Linked DNA regions of Triticum aestivum: region 1 is linked to region 2. Evidence: chromatin contacts called from public Hi-C data. All regions are on one chromosome and are shown on one strand. Each heading gives the region's core, a stretch centred on a gene start, on an enhancer-like site or on the middle of the called end of the contact. The rest is flanking DNA. Distances are from core to core; before and after follow the strand shown. Region 1 holds the start of LOC123134553 (U-box domain-containing protein 21). Region 2 holds the start of LOC123138292 (endoglucanase 7).

The links. A called contact is a pair of places that touch in the nucleus more often than the background predicts.
Region 1: a Hi-C map of leaf shows a contact between it and region 2, with 3 times the contacts expected there. The contact joins the promoter of LOC123134553 here to the promoter of LOC123138292 in region 2. A contact is called at or near these places in 2 of 5 Hi-C or Micro-C datasets (both in leaf).

What each region holds. Positions count from the first base shown.
Region 1 is chr6B:612,175,625-612,180,069 of IWGSC CS RefSeq v2.1, reverse strand. It overlaps LOC123134553 (U-box domain-containing protein 21), which reads right to left and starts at 1,770. Exons shown (of 1, transcript XM_044553784.1): 1 at 85-1,770. The coding sequence starts at 1,679. The coding sequence ends at 315.
Region 2 is chr6B:611,556,403-611,560,887 of IWGSC CS RefSeq v2.1, reverse strand. LOC123138292 (endoglucanase 7) reads left to right here and starts at 2,520. Exons shown (of 4, transcript XM_044558241.1): 1 at 2,520-3,392; 2 at 4,042-4,242. The coding sequence starts at 2,925.

The DNA of each region.
Region 1 (4,445 bases), core at 521-3,020, 620 kb before region 2:
TTTGTGTTTTATTTATTGCTCAGTTTGCTAATTTTCATTTTTTTTTGCCAACATTCACCAAGTTCAAGTTTTTTGTTCCGGGGATCAATCTCAAGTTTCTACCTGTTGCATGGATGATTCTTTTCATATATTTTTCACAACTTGTAGATGTCCTTTTTTGCCTAATTTTGAGTGGAACCGTATATTCCCAGGTTCCAAAAATACTCCCCCTTGAGCACGGTAGTTCTTCCAAAGAGAGAGAGAGAGAATCTAAACCTAATTGTGTCTGCATGGTTCTATCCACATCGATCGTAACCAAGTTCCAATATGCACACTCAGAAGGGTCTCTTGAGCGCCTTGAAATCCAGCGTGTCGATGCACTCGGCGCCGTCCCTGGATCCATTGAGAAGCCTGAGCAGTTCGCTCGCCCGCTCCTTGGTGGCGCCCTCGCAGCCCACCTGCAGCAGCAGGAGCAGCTTCTGGAACGCGCCGACCTGCAGCGCCTCGGCCTTGCACCCGCCGCTATCCGCCGCGAAGTTCTTGCACAGCCGCCACAGCGCCGACACGGCGAACTCCGTCGCCATGTCGGACACGTGCTGCATCTTCTTCACGATCACCGGCACGGCCAGCGCCTGCGCGTACGCCTCGTCGCGGCCCTTGCATGTGAGGAGCAGACTGTCCAGCAGGGCCAGCGCCTTCTCCGTCGTGCCCTTGTCGGCGTCCACCAGCAGTTCGAGGAGGAGCCGCACCGCGCCGAGGTCGACGAGTCGGGACGCGGCGAGCTCGGCGTGCATGGCGAGGTAGTACGCGGTTACCAGCGCCGCCTTGGTGGCCTGGGGCGAGACGGGTTTCTCCAGGAGCTTGACGAGCGCCGCGTATATGCCGGTGGTCTTTGACATCGCCTCGAGGCACTGCCTGTCGGATGAGGAGGCGATCTCGCGGAGAACGACGACGGCGCTGACCCGCGCTAGGGGCTCGCTGTGGGAGAGGATAGACACGACGGATTCCAGCGACGTTGGGGAGGCAATGTGGCCCCTGGACTCCACGTCAAGAGGCAAGAACACGACCATCGCCGCCAGGATCTCCTCTAGGGCCGTCGATGGCACCACCCGCTGGCCGGCAAGATGGCAGTACGTTGAGGAGAGCGCGCGGGCGGCGCTGGCGGACACGAAGCACCGGCGGTTGCGCTCGCTCTCCTTCCCGAGCGCCCTGGCCCTCGCCACCAGCTCCCGGCACCTCGGCCCATCGCCGCGCCTCGCGGCAGCGGACACGGCCGCAAGGAGCTCGGACGCGTCGAAGGCAGAGATCGGGACACGGGGCGTGGGCACGCGCTCTACCCCGAGTCCCCGGTTGGCGACGCACCACTCCTGGATCACCCTCCTCGTGGCATGGTTAGGTACGAGCTCCTCCAGCCGCAGCGGCCGGCCGGTCACGGGGCACGTGGCGTGGCCGCGCTCCAGCCACCCCTCCACGCTCTCCCGGTCGTAGGTGATCCCCGTCGGCGCCGTCACGGGGTCCCGCATCATGTCGAGCGATATCGGGCACAGGAAGTGGGTCGGTACGGCAGGCTCCGACTCGGCGGCGGCGACCAACATCGGCTGCTGCCACGTCCGCCTGATAGCGAGCGGTATCTCGGCCGGAGCGCCACGCGCCGCGCCGCGGAACGCGCGGGCGCGGAAGCGGGGCAGCGGCGTGACCATAGACGGTCGCGGCACGTAGAAGAAAGCGGCGATCGAGCTGGCGTGATATCAGGCGGTGCGCCGGAGCCGACGACGAGAATGGCGGCTGACGATGATTGCCTTTTGGATGGGGTGAGGTGAAAATGGCGTGATATATAGGTTGTGGACGGCAATGTTGAACGTGTGCGTGCGTTTGTTTGAACGGCGAGAGCGAGGGAGGGAAAAAGAAAGGACGGGCGGGGGCGGGGCGGAGACTGACTGGGGAAGGGAGCGTTTGTTCCTTGGGATTGGGGTTTGAATGTTGACCGTTGAACGTTTGAATTGTACACTTGCTTTTGTTTTGAGAAGAGATGGAGAATGGTATTTGGCTCCGTGCAGTGCAGTGCAGCTAGCCTCGTTTGTGTTCTAGTTTTTGTTTGGAGGCGGCATTTGAAATGTTTCATCCTCCACATGCAAATTGAACCGGCGAATCGGCATCTTGGCGGCTTAGTGCTCGGTTTTTTAAAACCATGGCTTGGATTGAGAAAACTAGATGGTGAGCAAATTATCTGAATTAGATGTTTTTAGTGATTTAAAGAAATTTTAATTTAAGTTCCCGACTCTAACTTTAGTGTTTCGACGGGTCGTGGAATTTTATTTTAAAATGGCGGAATGTAAATTATTTAAAAATGGCGGGATGTAAACACTTAAATATTTCCTCGCCATAAACATGGTTCTTTGGGCAGATTTTGCGAACCTGACATGGTAATGCCAAGCTGAGGCCAAATAAGTATTATATTTTTGTATTAATAATATTTATTTTATTTGGAATAAATAAAGTATTTTATTTGTTTGAAGTAAATATACAATAATAATAATAGGTGTATCAAGCTTTTGCAATAGGGCTACCATGAAAAAATGCAACCAAATCATAGCCCAATTGTCAAGGTTTTAGCAGCCCATCGAGTCAGGTTGCCCTCGCCCAGGTGTAGCCTAGAATGAATAGTTGGCCTTGTCAAGTTTACGTGGAATGCATGCCTAACTTTTTAGATGGAAGTCTCAAAATTGACTCAGTTTTAAACTTGGTAAACCACTCAACTACCTAAAGGACCATTGTTAAGGAACATGAAATAAGAAACAAAAAACGGAAAAGCGAGGATACCAGTGTCGGTGTCAAAACCGGCAGATCTCGGGTAGGGGTTCCCAAACTATGCGTCTAAGGATCGAAGATAACAAGGAGGCAGGGGAACGATGTTTACCCAGGTTCGAGCCCTCTTAATGGAGGTAATACCCTACTTCCTGCTTGATTGACTTTGATGAGTATAGGGGTTACAAGAGTTGATATACCTCAAGATCGTAATGGCTAAATCCTAGATGTCTAGCATGTATGATTGTGATCTCCCCTATCGATTAAAGCCTCTAGTTTATATAGATACCGGTGGGATCTAGGGTTGTACAGAGTCGGTTATAAAGAAAGGAAAGTACATGATCCGAACGCCAAGCTTGCCATCCACGCAAACGAGAGTCCCATCCGGACACGGGGGAGATCCTTCTATCTCGTATCTTCACGGCCCATCAGTCCGGCCAATGTCACATAAGCCGGCTTCCTGAGGAACCCATAGTCCAGGATTCCCTCAACCAGCACGAGCTAAAAGCCCATGGCGATGAACAACTAAAGATGTAAAAAAATATTGTGAATGGGCAAAATATAGCCAAGCTTTGAACAAAAGTTATTGTGATTTCTTCAACGGGCGAAACTCTTCGGTTAGAGGGAATCCTGCCACCCCTTAGAGCATCTCTAGCACACCCCACAAAATCCGAACCCACACAAGTGTTTTGCAGTTCGCGGAAAAGTGTGTATGCAGGCCGGCGCGGTCGAGGTCAGACTCAGACCCCGCAAAACGGACCCGTAAATAAGCATATTCAGTGAATATGTTTTTTTACGGGGCGGCTATGCAGGGTCTGCTCGGGCAGCGCCGCGTCGACTCGCAAACCGAAAACCCCAATAAGCGAATTTGACAGTGATTCCGACAAATGAGTTCAAATTGAAATGCTAAAACATAGTTTGCGCGCAAATAAAAGCATAGTTTTGATACGACAAATGCAAAAGGACTTGCAAAAGCGACGACCATGTCCGACATCATCTTGGTCGATCTTCACTCCGCGCCATCGAGTCCATGGAGATCATCGGAACCACCGAATCCACCTCCGGCGCTTGTTCCAACTCCCGCATCGAGTCCATGGATCATCAGGGAACCTCTTTCCGGGGCGGAGGAAGTGGATGAAGTAGCCGACCTCTTTGTAGCCGGAATCCTCCCCCGCTTTACGCCCGATACCTTGGCGACCTTCTTCGCCGCCGGCGGGGATCGCGCAGCGACATTGGCGCCCGGAGCGCGGGCCTTCCCGGTGGGGGCAGCCGGATTCCCGCCCTGCGGGACCATGTTGCCTGCCGCTTGAGGACAGGCGCGGTGGCGCCTTGGGCAACGGCGGGACCAACATGGTCGGCGACGAGATCCGCCCGAGGGGATTGAGCGTGCGCGACCTCGACGGTGACGGGGGACAATAAGGTGTCATCCATGGCGGTGAAAGACTGTCGGGGAAGATTAACTGGAGCGGGAGGTGGCGGTTGCAATGATGGTGGAGGGTGGGAGGAGCGGGAACGGTCGCGCAGAAATGTCCCTCCCGCCAAATCTCGCCGCGGATAGGGGTCGAGCTCGGGTCGTGCTCACGCCCCGTGAAACTAGAGGTCGGGGGGAGTAAATTGCACAAAACCACCACTTTGAAGGTTAGGTTTGCGAAAACCACTAC
Region 2 (4,485 bases), core at 1,271-3,770:
GATCAATGTCATCGTATTTATATGTGCGTTCACGATAAAGAAAACATTAATCACAAACCATGAAAGAAACTATAGTGTCCCTGCATACCTGAGGAGGACCTAACCAACAGGTTTCTGATATGTAATTATGCAAGTACTTGTCCAACAAATCGTTGAAATATATAAATAAATATTGTCACAAAAAGAAATACATAAATAAATAAACCTGGTTACGATTAAGATAGGCAAACTATGGTCTGGTGAAGCGGTGCGACTAAATTTCCCATCAACGTCATCATACCTTTATATGTGTGTGTTCATGATTTCAAAGAAAACATATATAAATCATAAACCATGAAAGAAACTATACTGCCCTTGCATACGTGAGGTGGACCTTGCTTGTGTAGTTGCGTACACCTGGCTAGTGGCATCGCACTGGAATTTGAAAACGACGAAGGAAAAAGGGTACCCTCTCAAAAAGGATTTCGGAAGCAAGAAAGTCTTTATCACCCCAACAAGAGGTAGGTCATTGGTTCAATCAACCTCCGTCACTGGATCTTAGTCTAGAAAGAAAAATATATGAGAACTACTACTAGCTAGCAAATTGAAAAAAAGTAATCTCAAGGGCACGAAAAATCCGTGGCACAAATACATATCAACGTCATCATCGGCCACCAAAAGGCAGCCATTAATTAGTGATCTAACCACGTACAAAAGGAGGGCGATGAGGTGGTGTTAGCTTAGTAGCCTCCTTCAATTTTCCCGCCTTTGCTTGACAGAACAGTTTACGGAGGGAGTAGGACTTCCCAACCGCACGAGAAAATTGGACAAACCAGACGTCTGGTTGAGCTACGAGGAGAAGAAGAAGCACCTAGAAAACGGAACCGGTTGAGCTAGCTAGTAGAGAGGAAACTAGTGACCATAGCATCTCACACACACATACATTAAGCACATCGTAATCGATACATACGTCTAGATCTTTAATTTTCTTCGACGAGCAATAGAAAACGACGAAGACTTATTAGACGAGTGCGTGCGGTGCCAGAGCACGGTCAAAATGCGGTGGTTCAGTTGGCCCTCTCCGAGGAACAATGGTTGACTACGCCACATGGGAGAGACGGAGAGAGCTACCGGAGAAGTTTCCAAGGGATCGGGTACTAGTCTAGCAGTAGTTTACGGTTTGGCAAAGCACATATCGTTGTATAAACCGTGCATCTATCCATGAACCTGCCTACCAGTACCAGATAGATGTACCCATGCATGTATCTAGGGTCTAGGCTGGCAATAGGATTGCGCAGCCGGTGGAAGAAAAGGGAGGCATCAAATCGTTGCCGCCGGGGAGTCCCTGTCCGGCCACGGGGAAACGAATCGCTATTTTCACTTTCACCACGGGGAAAAGGGGGTCACCTTTCGCTTTCACGTACACGCACGAGAGCAGATGGGGAAAGGACGTATGCCTGTAGAAGAAGCTAGCCCTGTATACTTGCATGTACATATATTCGTTTTGCAGAATATATGGTGCAGCTTAATCAGCTCGTACTATACAGTTTGTTGATCATTGATAGTAGTACCTGGCTAGCCCAACCTAATAATCATCTTGCTAGAATTAGCAATCGATCTAGTGGTGGATGCATGTAGTGCTGTATTATCATCGCGAAACATGGTGCAACCGTCAGCTGACTACACGATTGACCAACCGATCGTGGAGAAACATGCTCGCCCCCGACAAAACATGCCCTGCCCCGGCGCCCGGCCGGAACAATAATCTCACGGCACACACAAAGCTTATAATTTGCCTATAGTTAAACGTACTTCAGCCAACCACTTATAACTACCGAGTATGTTTTTCCACGGGAGGTAGCGAGAGAGAGAGAGAAAAATACGAGTCTTTTTAGAGCATGGTTAATAGTATAGCCAGCTGCTGGCTATAAGCCAGTGTCATGTCATATACAGCTTATCTTATAGCCAACATGTACAATAATAGATTAAAAGATTGTACTATTTTTTTATTATGTGACCCATCTTTCATTCTCACAAAGTGCCTAAGAGCACGTGCTAGAGCTGACTCTTCACGAAGAGCCCGCTTACCTTCTCTTTCCTCCAACTAAGCAGAAATATACTAGTTTATTTTTTATAGCCCGCCGACTCGGCTCTATTGTACTTGCTCTTACCAGACCGGCCGCCTGACCTAGATAGCTTGCCTGCTAAGATTTCACGGCGAAATGAAAGCCTGTTACAGGCCACCGGCCGGCCAGTCGATCGACCGGCGACTTGGCCCGAAGGAACTACGCCGGTCGCACGCGTGTTTCGGCCATGTGTTGGTACCTGGCGGTACGTGCCCGGCTGGCCCCAACCGACTCACGTGTACGCGCGCTCTGAAAAGCCCCGGCCGCGCTACACGTATACGCGCGTCCCGGTCAAAATCTGCTCCGCTTGCGTGCGTCGTCGCTAACCCAAAACCCAACCCAACCATCTGTTTCAATCTCCCCTGCCTCACCAAACAAACGATACAAAACCCGAACGAGTCCACCCCCTCCAACTCCAAAACGCAGCTTCGCTCCCTCATATTTGCATCGTTTCTTTCCTGCCTGCCTGCTCCTCTCCTGCTATCTACTCCTATCTCTAGAGTTTTATATTCCCCCGGCGCGGCCCGGCCGCCGAACCGGTTCAACGCGGTGCGCGTGCGTGTGCTGGACCCGGACGCCGGCCGCGAATATAAGCGCGCCAGGCCACGGCCTCAGGTCGGAGGACACTGCCCCGCCCTGCTCGCCACACAGCACACAACGCACAACGGCGGGAGAGAGATAACACAAACACCTACGCTCGCACACAGGCAAAGCTAGCAGAGCCGGCAGAGGGCGGCGCAGCGGTGATCACAGGGCGCGCCCGGGGCACGCACAAGCGAGGAAGGCACACCAACAATCCGAGGAGCACCTTCTTGCGCAATGAGATCAGGGGGCGCCACCGCCGTAATCTTGTCTCGCCGTCTCGGGGCCGTGTCGCTGCTGGTGCTGCTTCTGATCGCGGCGGCGGCGGAGGGGAGCAAGAGCGGGAGCGGCGACGGCAAGGCGCACAACTACGAGGAGGCGCTGCGGAAGAGCCTGCTCTACTTCGAGGCGCAGCGGTCGGGGCGGCTGCCGCACGGGCAGCGGGTACCGTGGCGCGACCACTCGGGCCTCACCGACGGCCTGGAGCAGGGGGTGGACCTGGTGGGCGGCTACTACGACGCCGGCGACCACGTCAAGTTCGGCCTGCCCATGGCCTTCACCGTCACCATGCTGTCATGGAGCATGATCGAGTACGGCGACGACGTCGCGGCGGCCGGCGAGCTCGCGCACGCGCTCGAGGCCATCAAGTGGGGCACCGACTACTTCATCAAGGCGCACACACAGCCCGACGAGCTATGGGCCGAGGTACGTAGCACTCCACGAGCCGACCGACGACGGCGATCATGCGTCACCTCCATCCATCCCCTAGCTATAGCTAGCTCATACTCCCTCCGTCCGAAAATACTTGTCATCAAAATGGACACAAAAGGATGTATCTAGAACTATAGTTCTAGATACATCCTAGTTCTAGATACATCCTTTTGTGTTCATTTTGATGACAAGTATTTTCGGACGGAGGGAGTAGCTGTGTTCAGATACGATCGATCATGACATGCATGAGATGAGACCGACCGGCTCCAAGCTAGCTGTTGCGCAAGCAAGCCAGTGATCGTTCCAAGAAAGAAAGAGAGAGACCAATTCAATTCAATTATGCACACCTAGCTACCTTGTTGCACTTTGATCAATTATACGTACATCTTTTCTTTAGAAATATCGATTATATGTGGTATTTTCTGGTTAGGGGAGAAAAGAAAAAGGTTCTTTCTGGTGAATAACAACAAGCGTGTTAGGTAGGCGGCCAGTTTGATTTGATGAACGTACGTACCAACGAACGGCAGCACTAAACTATTTTCTTCCATCCACACATGGCGTGCATATGTTTCAAAGCTTCGTCGGTCGTCGTCCATGATGCACCAGAGCCGTCGGATTAATCTCCTAGCTTTTTCTTGAACAGGTGGGAGACGGCGACACGGACCACTACTGCTGGCAGCGGCCGGAGGACATGACGACGTCGCGGCAGGCGTACAAGGTCGACCGCGACCACCCCGGCTCCGACGTCGCCGGCGAGACGGCGGCCGCCATGGCCGCCGCCTCCATGGTCTTCCGCAAGTCGAACCCGCACTACGCCCACCTCCTCCTGCACCACGCCCAGCAGGTACACACTCTAGATACAGACAGCGTACACGTTGACGTAGTGCATGCGAGGTCTGGCGTGGAAAAATGCAAGAAAAATATCGGTGCAAGTTTGGAGCACAGCGTAGTACCAGTCTGTCTGCGTACCGGATTTTGGAACATAGCGTACGAGTGTTGGTGGCGTTGGTCAAGGGGCGCCGGTCTTTTCATGGGTGGTGTGAGGTGTGTTCTTTTCTTGTGCCCTGTGCCGCACATGCCAAGTTGC